Regions from separate parts of the Sus scrofa genome. Here region 1 is linked to region 2. A link is a contact called in public HiChIP or PLAC-seq data. All regions are on one chromosome and are shown on one strand. Each heading gives the region's core, a stretch centred on a gene start, on an enhancer-like site or on the middle of the called end of the contact. The rest is flanking DNA. Distances are from core to core; before and after follow the strand shown. Region 1 has its middle 39 kb from the start of USP44. Region 2 overlaps NTN4 (netrin-4).

The links. HiChIP or PLAC-seq counts read pairs in DNA pulled down with a chosen protein or histone mark.
Region 1: a contact with region 2 is called in an H3K27ac HiChIP or PLAC-seq map of alveolar macrophages. The contact joins two enhancer-like sites. A contact is called at or near these places in 2 of 2 datasets of contacts at active chromatin or transcription factors (alveolar macrophages and skeletal muscle).

Annotation. Positions count from the first base shown.
Region 1 is chr5:87,822,182-87,828,038 of Sscrofa11.1, reverse strand. No RefSeq gene overlaps it. Among named protein-coding and RNA genes, the nearest start is that of USP44, 39 kb to the left of the region's middle. Within about 2 kb of position 4,183, at least 14 of the 83 cell types and tissues checked have an H3K27ac peak or open chromatin away from gene starts, as enhancers often do. A contact at or near this core is called in alveolar macrophages and skeletal muscle, where this site is marked.
Region 2 is chr5:87,677,347-87,682,594 of Sscrofa11.1, reverse strand. The region is part of intron 2 of NTN4 (netrin-4); the gene reads right to left. Among named protein-coding and RNA genes, the nearest start is that of NTN4, 8.8 kb to the right of the region's middle. Within about 2 kb of position 2,229, at least 15 of the 83 cell types and tissues checked have an H3K27ac peak or open chromatin away from gene starts, as enhancers often do. A contact at or near this core is called in alveolar macrophages and skeletal muscle, where this site is marked.

The DNA of each region.
Region 1 (5,857 bases), core at 2,934-5,433, 140 kb before region 2:
AACATATTTCTTTTTTTTAATCTTTGCGTGTCCTATTTGATCTTTTTTTTTAGTTCAATGAATTTTATTATATTTATAGTTGTTCAGCCATCATCACAACCTAATTTTAGAACATTTTCATCCCAAACCCCCAGTCCATACCTACCCCCCAACCTGTCTCCTTTTCCAAGCATAAGTTTTTCAAAGTCTGTGAGTCTTTTTCTGTTCTGCAGATAAGTTCATTGTATCCTTTTTTTAAGATTCCATATGTAAGTGATACCATATGATGTTTGTGTCTCACTGTCTGACTAACTTCACTTAGCAAGATAAGTCCACCCATGTTTCTCCAAGGGCCATCCATGTTGCTGCAAGGGCCATTATTTCATTCCTTTTTATGGCTGAGTAATTCCATTGTGTATATGTACCACCTCTTCTTTATCCATTTCTCTGTTGATGGACGTTTAGGTTGCTTCCATGTCTTGGCTATTGTATATAATGCCGCAGTGAACATTGGGGTATATGTATCTTTTTGAGTCAGGGTTTTCTCTGGATAGATACCTGGACGTGGGATTGCTGGATCATATGGTAGTTCGATTTTTAGTTTTTTGAGGAATCTCCATACTGTTTTCCACAGTGGTTGCACCAGTTTACATCCTCACCAATAGTGTAAGAGGGTCCCCTTTTCTCCACACTGTTTCCCAGTATTCACCTACAACTACATACTGGAACTAGTGCTGCAAGTGTTAAAGTATAGCTGTACGATGACGATTTCCCTCCAACCTACAGGCTCTACAAATGTGTAGAACAAGACTAAGAATAATGTAACTTGTTTGATATTCCATATTTTACAATAACTAAGTTCAGTTACATACAATATTAAAGATGTGAGTGGTTTTTTTTTTTGTGAGTAAAGATGGCTTTTTATTGGTAGTGTATTTGCAGGGTTGCACGTTGGGTTCCCCAGGCAGCTGTGTCCTCTGAGACACAGCTTAGCATGCAGGATGTTTATTAATCAGTGCCCTTGGGATTAAAACTTGTTGAAATCTGGGGAAGGAAGCAGAGGGATAAATCCAGCTGTGATGCATGCCAACCACAGTCTCACCTGACCCCTCTGAAGTTAGAATGGCCCTTGGGGTTGTCCTAAGTTGGCCCTAGATGGCTAAGTCTTTATACTTCCTCATCAACTAGTCATTGGATAGGGGCCACCCTTGAAGAGGCCTGGTTTTGGGTGAGGTTTCAGGCAAGGATCTGAGGCAGTCCTGGAAGGGGCTGGCTCACAGCAGAAGGCTGATTGAGCTAATTCCTGAAAGGTGTTAACACAGGGTAAGGCTGTCTGCCAGCAGTGCACCTAGCAACTGAGGCAACAAATCTGTCAATGAAGAAGAGTCTGGGTCATCATAGTGTCTACCTCATGCACCCTTCTTATTCTTTTGAGAGCAACTTCTCAAGGCCATTTATGTGTCTTTTTTTCAGTACATAATCATATTACATAATCACATCAGTATGGTAATTAAGTCACATGAGATACTTAGGGTGGTTTTGAAATGCTAGCTATCATTATTATAATTATTAATACCATTATTATTATCCTCAAATGTGGCTGATATCTTGAAAAAAACAGCATAATTTCTCAAGCTTTGTTTTTATTAAGTGTGAAGAAGAGGTGGAAAAGAATATTGTAACATTTCTGTTGAGCATACATTACATTGACACTGAAAAGTTTCAAATTTTAGGTTGTTTTCCTATGATATGAGCGCTAATGCCTTTTCACATGATAAAGGAAATTTTATTCTTCCTTTTTGATTTTATAAGATATAATCAGTAATATTCAATGATTCCTAAGGAATTTTCTTTCTTGGTTTCTTAAAAAAAAATTAGGCCCAGATTTTAAATTCATTCCCTTGACAAATGTATTCTCATCATAAATCATGACAATAAATGAAAAGCTGGCCTCTGCTGTAGGAAAAAATATTCATGTGAGACTTGGGTTAATGCTATTGACATTTGGTTTTATCCACATGACTGCTATGCTGATGAAAAATATCTGTTAACTGGGAAAAAAAAGAAGCTAACACTGAGTACTCGTCTAAGTATTTCTTCTGCATTCTCTCACATAAGTATCATATCAGGGTTCTGAGGTAGATACTGTTATTATCTCTTTTATAGATGATGAAACTGAGGTTCAGAAAGGTAAATTGACTAAGGTCAAACATCTAGTTAGGGAGCGGCACAGGAATTAGAACCCAGGATGACTGGCCTGCAAGATTCATATTTCTGATCATTCCACTTTATTGACATGAAAGACTGCGTTGAGACCATTTCTTTCACTTAATTGTTTCTCAAAAATGTACTGTGAACCCAGGACTGGAAGGATTTCAAGATAATCAAGGGGAGTGTTTCCTACACCTTAATCATTCATTTACTAGCCTTCTTTGTTTTCATGTATACCACATGTATTACTTCCTCCTCTCTGAACTTGCTTGTTTCCAAAACTTTTTTTTTTTTTTTTAATGGCTGCAGATGCAGCATATGGAAGTTCCCAAGCTAGGGGTTTAATCAGAGCTACAGCTGCTGGCTTATGCCACAGCCATGGCAATGCCAGATCTGAGCTGCATCTGTGTCTGCGACCTATGCTGCAGCTCGCAGCAATTATGGATCCTTAACCCACTGGGCAAGGCCAGGGATTGAATCCATATCCCCATGGATATTCGATGGATTTTTAACCACTGAGCCACAGTGGGAACTCATCAAATCTCTCAACTGTTGTTAAAAACCTTAAAAAAAGAAATAGTTTTTCTTGTATCTTTTATACCTTCTTGAAAGATGATTCAGTACTTTGTTTAGTACTATAAGGATCTGAAGAATGATATATCAGTAATGACTTATTTCACTATTGCATATGCTTTTGGGTCGTTTAATAATCCCTCCATTTCTTATATTTTGTTCTTTTAAAAGTCACAGTTGAAAATAACTGGTTAGTAATGAATTAATTTCAAGGATAATGGCATAGCAAAATAATTGAAGATATGAGAAGAATAAGATCACTAAGATCCCATATCTGAGATTTTAAAGGGTCCATTGGTCCTGTATGGTAATTGCAAAATATAATGAGTTTTAGCCTAAAAAATAAAAAAGCAATAGAATCATTGCTTTACTGTTTCTGCCTATTTCCTTTTACATCTTTTTTCTTCCTTTTTTTTTCTTATGTTGGCCATACAAAACAATTCTCTTTTTTTTCCTCTGTGTTTTACTGTACATACATATTAGAGTCAAATTTTACTCAATTGCGTGTAGTTAACTTTGCACAGATCACATCTCCTCTATGGTAAATTGAACCCTGCCTCCTGATATTCATGTCCCTGTGCGGTGTTCTCTTGAATCTGGGCTGGCCCTGAGACCTGCTTTAACCGGTAGAATGCAGACTAAGTAACACTATGCTCATTCGATGCTTAAGGCTTAAGAAGAGCTAGCAGCTTTCTGGAGCAAAGCCAATTGCCACGTAATATTTCTACCCCGAGACTGCCATGTTGTGAGCAGTTGTCTTCCACATGGTCTCTCCATGAGCCCAGCCTAGCCACATGGAGAGGCCATGTGGAGGAGACCCAATCCCTGGCCAAAAGCCCTAGCTGATCTAAGCGACCACGCCAACTACACCAACTTGACCGCCCATGAGTGAGGCCATCTTGGAATTAAATTGATTCTCTAATCATAGTTGCGCCATCTCATCTGAAGCCATGTGGAGCAGTGACAAGCTGTCCTTGCCAAGCCTTGCCCAAATTACAGAATTGTAGGCAGATAGACAACTTTTCAAAGCCACGATTTTTCAGTATAATTTGTTAACAGCCAGTGACAATTGAAACGCACTCTCTGTACAAGTCTTTTTTTCATCTGTAATGTGAATTAGTTGGACAAGATAGTTTCCATATAGTAGAGACTCTCAGAGTGTGGTCCACCTCATTCAACACATTGCTGTTCAACTTCTGCCTGCAGCCTGTGTTGGTCCTATAGATTCTCCATACTAATTTGTTACTTGTCTTGCTGAAATTTTTTCTTTTTTTTTTTTTAGACCCAAGTCTCTAATTTGCCAGAGTCACTCTAAACACTGATTTTTTTTGTCTTCCAGTGTGCTAATACTCAGCTTGGTGGTGAGGCCATTTTATGAGCTTACTTTCTACTTCCTCATTTCCTTCAGCAATCTCACAGCTGTATTCTCACAGCTGGACTGGCTGATTCACTGTCTTTTCTTGGCTCTCAGAAGATCCTACTGGCATAGTTTCTAGGATTCAGAATTCTAAAATTTGTCTTTCCCACCATTTTGCTGTTTCTGGCTCGAGAATACTCCTAAATGGGTCACTTTTCCAAGACAGCATGTCCATTCCTGCGAATTTCTTGTAATATGTGCTATTAGAAAGTTAATGAGAAAAATACTTCTCTTCTTTGGTGGAGTCTTGGTTCAGAATATTTCTGAAGCAATCATCATCAATTAATTACGCCTCAAGACTTCTATGATATTGCTGCGAAAACTAATTTTTTTTCACATCATGTCTCAGAATACTAAAGCACATCTGCTCTCCTTGAGCTGAATTCATTCCAGAAGGAACATGTTTCTTAGTAAATATTGTCTAGTCATTTTTGAAGGACCTTTAAGCTTGGAGAGTGCTAAAGTAATTGATTCTCAGCATTTTTCAAACTACTTTCAATTTTAGCTACTGCTGGCCATCTGTTTATTCACTTCAGAAAGAGTTCCAAACATAGCCTAGAGTCATCATGACTAATCTTAACAGGCGCACTGGGGCATATGCTATAACCCCAGTCTTCCCAGGATTTCAAAGTGCTTTAGGAAAGGACTACATGCCATATTAGGGCCCATTTATCTTGTCTCATAGATGATACACTCAGAATATCTAGGAGCTAAACATATTATCTGAGGCAAGGGAGAAATAGAAGAGTCGATCTATGGGACACACAGGCTGTAAAGTTAGCGCAACACAAATTCCTGTGTTGTAAGGTTACTAGTTCCAGGGAAGAAGGCCACTGCTTCCCCTCCCTACTAAACCTTTAACTTGGAAGAGCACTAATTGTCACAGGCTCCTTAAATACATGCACTATAATGTTCTGGGGTAATGTGATATACCTGACGTTCTGCTTCCCTACTGCACTGGACATTTTTTTTCTATCCAGCATCCTTTCTTTAGAGGAGCTGCCTCTCTTTTATTTCCTTTGATTCTTTTTTTTTTTTTCCTTTCATTTTTGTCTATCTTGTAGCATATGGAGCTGCCAGGCTAGGGATCAAATTGGGAGCTGCTGTTGCAACGTAAGCTGCAGTGGTGGCAGTGCTGGATCCTTAACCCACTGTGCCATACTGGGCTGGGGATCAAACCCATGTCCCAGAACTCCCAAGATGCTGCTGATCCCATTGCACCACAGCAGGAGCGCCTGCTTCCTCTGATTCCTATGGGCTACATTTGCCAAGGCCTCACTCATTTGGCCACAGTAATGGCACATAAACCAGGCTTGGCCATTCATAGTAACCTCTTCCAAACACTGATTGGTTTAGGATTGAGCAGTGGTCTAAGCAGGACCAGAGGCTTTTACTGAACTGATGGTTGATGGTAGAGAGGATTTTTTCTGCCAAGCTGCTAGATTAGGATGTAGCCTAGAGCCATGCAGAGCAATCTTCTCAGGCCTCATGGAGTCTGTCTTATATTAAGAGAAAACTAATACACAGGAGCAGCATGGAGAAACAGAGAGAAAAATGAAAGGTGCCAATATTGGTCTGTTCCCTGGACACAGCTGTATTTAAACTTCTCAGACACCCTAGTGCTTTGCTCTTTTGCTTAAACTTGTTTGAATTGGGTTTGTCTAATTTATAATCAAT
Region 2 (5,248 bases), core at 980-3,479:
CATTTCCACCACAGCCTCTATGCACGTACCATCAGATCTAGCCTGAATTACTGCAACAGCATTCTAAATGGTCTCCCGGCTTCCTCCTTTGGTCTTAACACACACACCAGAGAAATCCTATTAAAAATAAATTAATCATATTGCCCGTCTGCTTAAAACCTCCAATGGTTTCCAATATCATTCAGAATAAAACCCAGCGACTTTATAGTAACTTATGGTCCAAATCGGGACCACTCTGAGAATGAAAGGGAAGGCTATGAAATAATCAGCAGGCTTTCAGTGATCTAGGTGTAATCCTGGGCAGCCCAGGCACCGACCTATGAGATTCCACATAATCTCCCACCCTTCCCTTTCTCTCTCTGACCTCTGACCTCACCTGTTACACAGCACCTCAACCCCTCTGCTTCCTCACTAGCCCCTCGCTGTCCTAACAGCATGAGGCACCTTCCTCAGGGCCTCTGCTCCTCCCCTAGATATGCCCACAACTCATTTCTGCTTCCCTTCAGGTCCTTATTCCAAAGTCCCAGGGAGACTTTCCCTTGGAGCCCTGCCTAAACTTTTCCAACCCCTCCCTACTTCCCAGCCCTCTTCCCTGCCTTTTTAACAGCGATTACTATCTAATCCGCCATATATTTTACTTACCTTGTTTAGTACCTTACATTTAGAACATAAGCTCAAGGGAAGGAATTTTTGACTTTTTGCTCTGAATCCCCAATTCCTAAAATAGTTGGCACATAAGAAACACTATATAAATATTTGTAGTAAGAAGGAACAAATCATGACTAGTTTCAAAGGATACTTAGGAGTTGTGTAATATCCAACATAATAAACATTATAATTTAATGATTATATATATTATCATTTTATAGTTATTTTCATATAATTCAATTCCACAAATGTATTTTGGACATTTGTGCCTTTTGGGGATCTGTGCTAGGTACAGAGGTTGGGGGTCTGGGAGCCGCAGAGTGAATACAGTGAGAGAGAATGGTTGTGCTTTCCATTCCCTGGTAGGAAGCTGCCCTGTATGCCCAGATACACCTGACCTCCAGGTGTCTGCTTTTCACTGTCTGGCTTTAAATTTTCAACATGAATCATCAGTTACTACTCAGCATTTTGCAATCAGATCTCTCAAAGTTTCCAGAATATTTCAAGCAATTATTGGCAAAGTTAAACCATGAAATGTGAAACAATCAGATGAGAAACAGATTTTTTTTCTTTTTTTTTTTGGTAATAGCTGGAAAGAAGGTATTGGGTGGGGAATCTAGCCTTTGAAATCAATAAATCAAAGTTTATTGATTTAATCTCTAGGTGTGTTCCAATTTTTATACAGCTTCTTCAAATAATTTTAATTGATAACCACCCTGTGGGTTAAACTAAAGGCATTTTTTTTTTTTTTAATGTGCTATTACAAGTCTCAAGCCCTGCCCCTACAGGAAGGGAGTAGCCCCAGGGTGTGGATAATCGAAGCACTCTAAACAAATATATACGACATTTTATTTTCAAGGAAGTTCAACAAAATTAGAGCTGAGAATAAGCTTCAAAGCATAATGTTAATACACTGATGACTATAGCTAGGAAAATTACTTAAAGCAGTTAGCAATAGATAAAAAGTATTTCCCTTCCTCCAACAAATAAACCAATCAAATAGAAAGTATGCTAAATGGTACTGAAGAGCTGTGATACCCATATAACTAATTTTAAATCATCTAAGTAACATTAAGTGCAAAGAGTCCTTACTTTTATTTTTCTATCTGATGTAAAAAAATATTAGCTTCATTATGCAAGGTTCACACAACCATGTTGCGCATTATCAACGAAACTGTAGGTTTTATAGTTTAATCATTGCCACAGCAATTTAGTTTTGTTTGTCTTTTTAAATTTTGGAATTATAATAAAACCTAATCATATAAATAATTTTAAAGCAAGCTAATCATCCCAGCTCTGGCATAGATTAGCTCATTATTTATTTAAACTGACCAAGTTGCTCTGACTCACTGTCTCAGGTACTTTGTCGACAAAATGGGGTCAATATTGGTACCCAGTTAACAGGGTTCTTGTGAAAATAAAGGATGCAGAGCACTCTGTAGAATGTCTGGCATATGGGAAGGACCGAGAAGGAAAGGCATGTATATAGGTTCTGTATCTTCCACGCTGCATGGCTTGGCACAGAGGAATCTCAGACTAGTATAGTGGAAATAGCACTGGGCTAGAAGTCAGGAAACACGGATTTCAGCTGAGTAATTGTACACAAGTCACTTAACTCTCTCCAGGCTTCAGATTACTCATCAGTCATGTGCTTTTCCATTGATGACATTCAGGTTCCTTTTCAAATGCTCTCATTTAAGAAACCCTAGCAAGAGGGATTTTTACCAGCGTTTGTCATTTTAATACAGAACTTCATTTTCCCATATGTACAGATAGAAAGAAATGAGACCCTTAATTACAGATTTTGTTCACTCCTGAAAACTTGCCAGGAACTCAGAGTTCTTGTCCCTGTCTCTTCCATCAAACACAAATCCTTCAATCTGTTTTAAAAACAGCAAGCCCTTCCCTGCCAGCATTCCCCATCCCCTGCCCTTCTTTATTTTTTCCATAGTACTTAGCACGCTCTGGCTTACTGTATACTCTACTTAGTTGTTTGTTTTCTACCTCCTCATTCCCCACCCCACTCCCAGGACCATGCCAAGCACCAGGCTGGCTGTGCCTTTTTTTCTTTTAATTAACCTATATTTGAAAATTAAGAATGGTATGTAGTAAAGGTGTAAAACGTGATGAATTGATAGACACTGATGCAATATCAATGCAATATAACAATATATCGTGCAATAACTGCCACATTCAACCTAATACATACCCATCGCCTCAGACAGTCAACCACGTTTTGGCGTGTGTGTGTGTGTGTGTGTGTGTGTGTGTGTGTGTGTGTGGTGAGAATACTTAAGCTCTACCCTCTTGCTACTTCAATTAAAAAAAAAAGATCCACCCTCTTAGCAAATGTCAAGTATACAATCAAGTCTCGTTAATGATCTACATATTGTTGTCAGAATTTATTCCTGTCGTGTGAACGACACATTGTACCCCTTGAACAACATCTCCCCCTGCCTGCGCCTTTTACCAGGATTTGGGGAGCACTTAATACTTTCACCCCTGCATTTCCCAAGTGTGCTCGCTGGATCTCTAGAGTCCAGAAAGAGAGTAAGCAGAGCTGCGCAAAAAGAGAAGTGCATGGACAAGGAAGTCTGGCCATGTCCCTCCCTATACATCCCCCTTGGAAACCCAGGACACATAATGAGATTATTTATGTATTTATACATGTCTGATCGTGTTAGACCCAGTCAGTCTTTCTATTTTGACCATGGAAGCGTTTATTCCCAGAGCATCACTGACATCTCAGAGGACATTCCTGCTCAGGAGCAAGCTGTTTGGTACGTTCTTTTTTTACCTTCGGGTCACATCCAAATGAATGACGACTGTGCGAGAGTGAGCAAGGAGAAAGGCAGGCATGTGTCTCTGGACAAAGAACATGGTTTTATGAAACAAATACTACACCTACAGTCAGAGGCTTGTAATTCAGTCCTAGCTCCGTCACATAACTGACTATGTCGTTGGGCAAATTGCCTTACCTCTGAGCTGCAGCCTCCTCTCCTGCAAAGGAGTCACATTTTAGGATAATCATATCCCATTCTTCAAAACTGCCGACCAGTTTAGAAAGTTCCTGTGTAGTAGATTTAACTTATTTTTAAAAGTACTCTGGGTGAAGTTGGGGGCCTATATTTTAAAAACCCTCTTTCAGATGACTAGTGCCTTCAAGCTCTGAAGATGGATGTATCTGATTTCTTAAACGTGAAGCTACAGAACTCTCTGAGGCCTTATCCCAAAGAAATATTTTAGAATGAACAATGGAAACAAATTAAGTCTGGGAGATACTTACGTTAGCCTGAGTAGTAGGATAATACCCAGAGAAGTCCTAAGAGGTCTTAATTAGAATGGAGGAAGATGCAGGTCTATAGTATTAAAAATACAGAGTAAATGAAATTTGAGACTACGTATTTGATGCTAGATTAATTTGCTTATTTTTCTTTTTTAATTTTTACAGTCATTTTATTTTTATTTTATTTCACTTTATTTTTTAGCTTTTCTAGGGCCACGCCCAGGGCATATGGAGGTTCCCAGGCTAGGGGTCAAATCGGAGCTACAATTGCCAGCCTCACACTACAGCCATAGCAGTGCAGGATCTGAGCCGCATCTGTGACCTACACCACAGCTCACTGCAATATCATCTGATCCTTAACCCACTGAGCGAGGCCAGGGATCGAACCTGCGTCTTCATGGATACTAGTCAGATTGGTTACCACTGAGCCATGATGGGAACTCCTGCTTATTTTTCTGATCACCCAATTTTCCAATAGTGATTGATGATATAGAGCTATGTTGTAAAATTCATTTGTAGCTCAGCACTAGTTAATATTCCAAAGCAACAAAGGAGAGGTAGGTGAGCCTCATTGCCAAGGAGGCCTCCTCGGGTCCTTATCTTCGAGGAAGGCTTTCTTCTCCACTCCAGCTCAGGAGGGAAAAGATTTGTCCCCAAACCTGTCTCTGAAGGGAAGAAATTCTATGAGAGTTTAATGCACACTTGCAAAAATAATGCTCTAGATAGAATCAGGTGGCACTTCAAGTTCTTCTTACCATGGAAATATAAGCCGGCTGAAATAACAACCACAACAAAAACTTTTTAAGCTGGTTATAAAAGGTGACTGCGCATGGAAAGATCTGCGTAACATAAACTTTAGTGTCTCCTTGAAATCTGATGAAAGCACTGATGAAAAGAAGTAGTTTGCCTTTAAAGAAGATAAGAAATGTTACTTTAGTCATCTCTAAATAATCACTGGGCCGTTGTAACACATTCAGTGTGATATTTGCTAAGCAAGCAAGCTTGCCATCTGGTTACTGAAGCTCTATTTTTGCTACTTCATAGATACACAGGGCCCAGTAGCACTGAGATGTAGGGAACTGATACCAGCCTGTGGACCGATTCCAAAGCACCTTTGAGAGTTCAAGCCATTCATTTATTTGCAACACAAAGTGTTCTCCACAGAAGAAAACAATAAGTCTAACTTATTTGTTTCTTTCCTGTCCTGGCATTTTTTTAAATATCCATCCTGACAGGGCCAATACAGGTTTTCAATATTAAGCCAACTTTAGGGAAGACTGGAAAGAAGAAAAAGAATGGAAAATAGTCTGTGTG